Regions from separate parts of the Mus musculus genome. Here region 1 is linked to region 2. The links are chromatin contacts, called in public HiChIP or PLAC-seq maps. All regions are on one chromosome and are shown on one strand. The core of a region is the stretch at or near the end of the contact, and the rest is flanking DNA. Distances in the headings are between cores, read along the strand shown.

Region 1 (2,700 bases), core at 198-2,697, 230 kb before region 2:
GTATCCTTTCTATCCCTGTGAGAAGTTCAAGCCTGCCATTTGAACCATGGTAGATCACAGCAGTAGGACAAGGAGCAAAGTTTGCTGGTACTAGAGACAGGATGAAGGATTATTCTATCAGACTATCCAGTCCTCTTCCCCAAAAGAACCAGAGCTCCTGTTACATACAGGACATTGTGATACCTTTACTGGGGGACCCAGGTTAAGATTTAAGAGACCTCACAGATCATCATCGTGAGAAGGGATGAGCTAAGGCTGTTCCAGCTGGTTACAGTGGCAATGGAACCAGGGTTGCCACCTGCATCAGTGCAATCATGATAAGTGAGCATGTTTGTAATGGGTGTCATGACTCCATTCTGCAAAAGCATTTAGAGGTTTATGGGTCACAGATGCCAAGGAAACTACGTGGCCAATTTGTTCATCCAATAGGATTGGCCTAAAGAAGTATGTTTCCTCTGAGATCAATGGTTTCTTGGAGAAGACTACTTCTTTGCTGCTACTACTAATTCTTGTTGCTGTCAACAAGATCAGTTGAAAGAAAAAAAAATGTGACAATAAATAAAACCCTGATTTTCAAGATCAGGATTATCAGAATACTTTGGGGCCAATCTCAAGACCTACTGGACCAGTTCCTGCATACTCGTGTTTCTTTGTAAACAGATTCACTAAAGTGATAAGCAGAATCAGCTGTACCTTGGTACTTTCAAGAAAACCGTCCAGAAAGCACACTAGTAACTCAACTGCATTACAGATTCTTTCAGCATAATCTCCTACAGTTCATAGCTGCTTGATAATGGGCTCATCCAGGGTTTCAGCTTACAGAGAATGGCAGCGAAATGCTTACACTTGGAGAACTTGCAGAATACGATCCTGATGATAATAACTGCCTCTTGAACAACTTAATTTATACTTTGGTCTGGATTAGATTAAGCAAAGTGCTTACACAGATAGTCTGCTAACTGTCTCAGTGCAATGTCATATTACACAATGGCCTGAACAGCTTTGGAAACAAAATCAAATCCATCTCAGTGGTATGTATTTCTTTAGTTCTGCCAGAACCTGAGCAATGTGCACTCGAGATAGAAGAAGAATCACAATGCGCAACTTCTCTATTTTAACACAGACAGAATCCTTGGTTCTCCAGACAGTGCAGTAACAAGCAAAAGGGAGAACTTCTCCAATAGCCTATTGTGGTAGTTACAGTCTTTGGGTGACGATTCTAGAAATTTCTTTAGAATTTTACTGCTGAGTTGGCATAGTTATCAAGAAGCTACTTCCTGACAGATGCTGAGTTTCTAGGTCATCTTTAGGTGTCTAATTTTATAGACTATCAAGGATGAAAAACAAACAAACAAACAAACAAACAACCTGGCTCCATTCAGTGCACTCATTCAAGGATGTGAGAAGCATGTGGATTTCCTGTTGTTTCCGAGTGAAGAAGTTGCTGATCTCAAACAATGATGCTACAGTATTATTGGTCATCATCACTGGATCTGGATCTGCTATGAGATCCCAAAGAGAATGGAGAAATCCCTCATCTACCATCTGCAGATCAAGATCACGGAATTTTGCCACACAGACTGTTGCCATTTTCTGAACACAGGGATCTTTGCACTTCAAGCATTTATAATCTCTTATCTTGTCCACTTGGATGCCAAGACTCAAATCACAGGACGTGGATCTTCACAAATATGTGGACAGTCATGATGTTCGAGCTTAGGTGACTCTTGGCATAGCTCAGTACATAAAGGCAACCGTTCTAGGGTGCCAGTCTGCATACACTGTATCTGGAAAGAGAAAGCTAACATCTACTTGACAGTCAGTGGCAATCACTATCTTCATATCTTCCTTCTTTTTTTGAGTTTGGCTTTTTATGGGGGGGGGGAACAGTGGTGGTTTGAGACAGGGTCTCTATACATCTCTGGCTGTCTTAGAACTCACTATATAGATCAGGCTGCCCTTAATTCCAGATATTTGCCTGCCTTTGCATCCTCAGTGCTGAGATTAAAAGCCTGTGCCACTATACCTGAGTGAGCTTGGCTTTTGATTTAAAAATGTATCCCTTTCTAACTGGTTATGAAGTACTAGAAATCCGTCATGACTTGGGAGAACATGCACCAGAGGCAAGGGCAAGGAGGCAGGGATAACCAGAGAGGCTAGACAGGGTGACAGCATAACAGGTTCCTTCCCTTTACAATTCTTCCTTATACTATCATTCAATTTATTTTATTTTTGTGATATATTTTTCTAATATCAGGTTTGCTGTACATTTTCCTTCCTTATTTAATTAGAACATTATGCTTCTACAGTTTTTTTGTTTGTTTGGTTGGATTTTTTCTTTTCTTTTTCTTTTTTTTTTTTTTGGTTTTTCGAGACAGGGTTTCCTCTGTGTAGCCCTGGCTGTCCTGGAACTCACTCTGTAGACCAGGCTGGCCTCGAACTCAGAAATCCGCCTGCCTCTGCCTCCCAAGTGCTGCGATTGAAGGCGTGCAACTACCACACTCCAGCTGCTTCTACAGTTTTAAGAATGTAAAAATTGATTAAATATCAGTTATATGTAGCATCAAAACTTAACCTTAGTTACCAAAGTTTCCTACATTTGTTTCTTTTACTGTATTCAGCTTCCACTTTGTTAGAAAACGTCTTCATTGATCTTCAATATATAATATGTAGTTCATAGAAAACTTATCCATTAAAACC
Region 2 (2,700 bases), core at 124-2,623:
ACAGCAAATAACTCGCTACCACAAACTGCACTATTTGGGGTCTATAGGGCTCCAAAACCACCCCAGAGCTTAACACTCCCAGGACACGACTGTCTGCAATGTGGAAAGAATCAGTAACAATCCTAACGTAGACAGAAGCGGGTGACGTGACAATCCGAAAACCAGAAAATGTTGTGGTCCCTACTACACACAAACAGCACTCGGTTCGGACCCCTCCAAGTCCAGCTCCCAGCACTCGGGTTTCCCAGCTCTTCATCCCGCCCCCCACCTTCAGGGAAGAGGAAAAACAACTTTTATTGGCCTCATCTCCCGGGGGATTGGGAAACTAGCGGGGCAGTGCTCCGGCCTGGACACGTTTCACCCGGAGCTCGGACGGCGGATAGCGGGAAAGCCAGGACTGCGACGTCCCGTCGGCCCAGGTCCTCAGCCCTACCCCACCCCAGCAAAGCAGGGGCCTGGGACAGCAGTCTGGGCTGAGCGACCCCCAGGACCCTCGACAGAAGCGAGCTCCTTGTCATGTGACGCCGCCGCCGCCAAAGCACCGCAGAAACGCAGGGCGGCGGAAGGCGTTCGCGCCAGCCCGCCTAGGCTGGCCCGGGCGCGGGCGAGTCCCGAGAGCCCGGGCGGGGGGGCGGAGGGCGGGCTTGGCGGCGGGCCCGAGCGCGCCACAAAGGCTTCCGCGCTACCGCCGCGGAGCCCGGGCGGGCGGGGGCACCGTTTTCGCGGCCCGCGGGGAGGGGTGGAGGGAAGCGGAGCGCCCGCCGCGCCCACAGCGGGTCCCGGACGCTCGGCCGCCCGCCTGCAGCCGCCGCGCCGCGCCGCGCACAGGCCCGCGCGGCCTCCCTCCCCCGCGCGGGGCCCGCGCCGGCCCGCCCGCCCGCCCGCCGCTCGCCGCTCGCGCTCCCAAGCTCTCGCCCGGCCTCCATCTTGGATCGGCGCTTCCAGCCCCCGCGCCGCTGCCGCCGCCGCCGCCGCATTTCCCCCTTTCCCGCCCCCCGCCGCCGCCGCCGCCGCCCGCGCTCACCTCAGCTGCCCATCCGGGCGCTGTCGGCCGTCGACCTAGTTTCCCCCCAAAAGTCTCCGGTGTGTTATTCCCGAGGTGGGGGGGTGGTTACGGGGTGGTCGCCGGGGGTTCGGGAGCGGGGGCCGCGCCTTCAACGGAGCTGCAATCCTAACCCGCCATCTGGTGGCATTTTCCACACGCCAATGGCGCCGCTGCAGACTCGGGTCCCGACCGCCCTCTGCTGGCCGCGCTGCTCACTGCTCCGCTGACAGGACGGGCCTGCCCGGAAAGGGGAGGGAGCTGAGGCGCGAGCAGGGGCCCTCGGACGGGGCCGCGCGCCATCGCTCGCCTCCGGGGGGCGCGCACGCGCAGCAGCGGCGCGGGAAACGTGGCCTTTTGCGTGGCTGCACCGCCCCCCTCTGCGAGGCTCCTGCTCCGCTCGGCCAATGGCGAGCCGCGGAGACGTCTGGACGAGGGCGCTGTGGACAGCTCCTGGGCCGCCCCAGGCGAGCGGAAGGACGGACTCCGCGGCGCCTGCGCGACCCGCTCGCTGGGTTGCCGCCCGCCATTTTTAGAGCTTCTCCAAGAGCCTGGAAGAAGTCCGCCCCCGGCTCTTCCGCCGAGGCCCCTCCCCGGCGGGGGCCGCGCTCCGCTCCCGCCCTGAGGCTGCCAGCCGCCCACACCCGCCCGTTATCGGGGTGAGCCGTGCCAACGCGCCCCCGAGCCCTGCTCCCTCCCCGGTTAGCGGGAGTCTCCAAGCTAGAATTGAACGCGCGGTTTATTATTATTGATGAGGCGCTTTTTCAGAACGAGGTTGAAAAGGTTTCGAGCACTGGGACGAACCCCCTGCCTGCCGCGGAGCTAAAAGGAAACAGTGACCGCTCCAGGCCGATTGGCGTCGTCCTGCCTCTGTAAAGCAGGTTCTCGCCGAGGTGCAAGCTTTGCATAAGGCGGCAGCATTGGCTAGTTAGTGAGAAAGGAGAAGCTACACGGTGAAGATAGACTCTGCGAGCAATCAGATTCTCCCACAGCCTAGGACTGCTTTCTGTGGTTCTCAAATGGACGTGCGAATAATGGAGCCTAGCCGAAAGGGAAATAGCCAGGCGTAGATCTTGACCCCTTCCTTCCCTGCTGCTCTCTACCTAAGCTGTCCTTGACCAAGGCTCTCCTAACCTTCCGCCTGCTTATTAACTCCGCACTACAAAAGTGAATTCTTGGTCTTGTAGGTCATCAGCCTCATTGCTGACTCAATTTTTTTTTATTGGCAGAGGCAGCTGCATTTTCAATATCTCCTTAGAAACGTTAAACTTGTTTATAGTCTTGAGGGCTGGCTAGCTAGCTAGTACCTCAATTGTCTCTGGAATGTATCCCAAAGGTTGCAAAGTGCGTTCCACATCACTGGAGGAACTTTGGTATGAATTCGTGACAGTCCTTTCAGCAAAGTATCTCGTTTACTAGCCTCTGATTGACTTCCTATTGTGTTCTCTGCAGAGCCTGTTTTTAGCTTGCCTTGTTAAAAGACGGTGCGGGCTCCAAGCCATAGTCATATGTAATTTAATCTATCGAATGTGTGGGACTCTGATAAAGAGCTGATATTCTATCAACATGTTTGTAGTCGTGATCTCAAAAAAATCTCACCTAGTTTAACCATCCCCCATTCCCTTCTCTCCCCAGTCCAGCCCTGCCTGAATGCCATT

What was found. HiChIP or PLAC-seq counts read pairs in DNA pulled down with a chosen protein or histone mark.
Region 1: an H3K27ac HiChIP or PLAC-seq map of microglia shows a contact between it and region 2, with 7 times the contacts expected there. The contact joins the enhancer-like site here to the promoter of Stag1 in region 2. A contact is called at or near these places in 1 of 15 datasets of contacts at CTCF or cohesin (large pre-B cells), 3 of 484 Hi-C or Micro-C datasets (bone marrow-derived macrophages, nephron progenitors and neutrophils), 14 of 115 datasets of contacts at active chromatin or transcription factors (the SCID.adh cell line, T-cell acute lymphoblastic leukemia, bone marrow-derived macrophages and 11 more) and 3 of 9 other capture datasets (adipose tissue, liver and pancreatic islet).

Annotation. Positions count from the first base shown.
Region 1 is chr9:100,874,623-100,877,322 of GRCm38.p6, reverse strand. All of the region lies in intron 14 of Stag1 (stromal antigen 1), which reads right to left. It also overlaps the pseudogene Gm3081. Among named protein-coding and RNA genes, the nearest start is that of Pccb, 160 kb to the left of the region's middle. Within about 2 kb of position 1,447, at least 1 of the 459 cell types and tissues checked has an H3K27ac peak or open chromatin away from gene starts, as enhancers often do. A contact at or near this core is called in microglia, where this site is marked.
Region 2 is chr9:100,642,121-100,644,820 of GRCm38.p6, reverse strand. It overlaps Stag1 (stromal antigen 1), which reads right to left and starts at 1,373. Exons shown (of 34, transcript NM_009282.4): 1 at 1,025-1,373.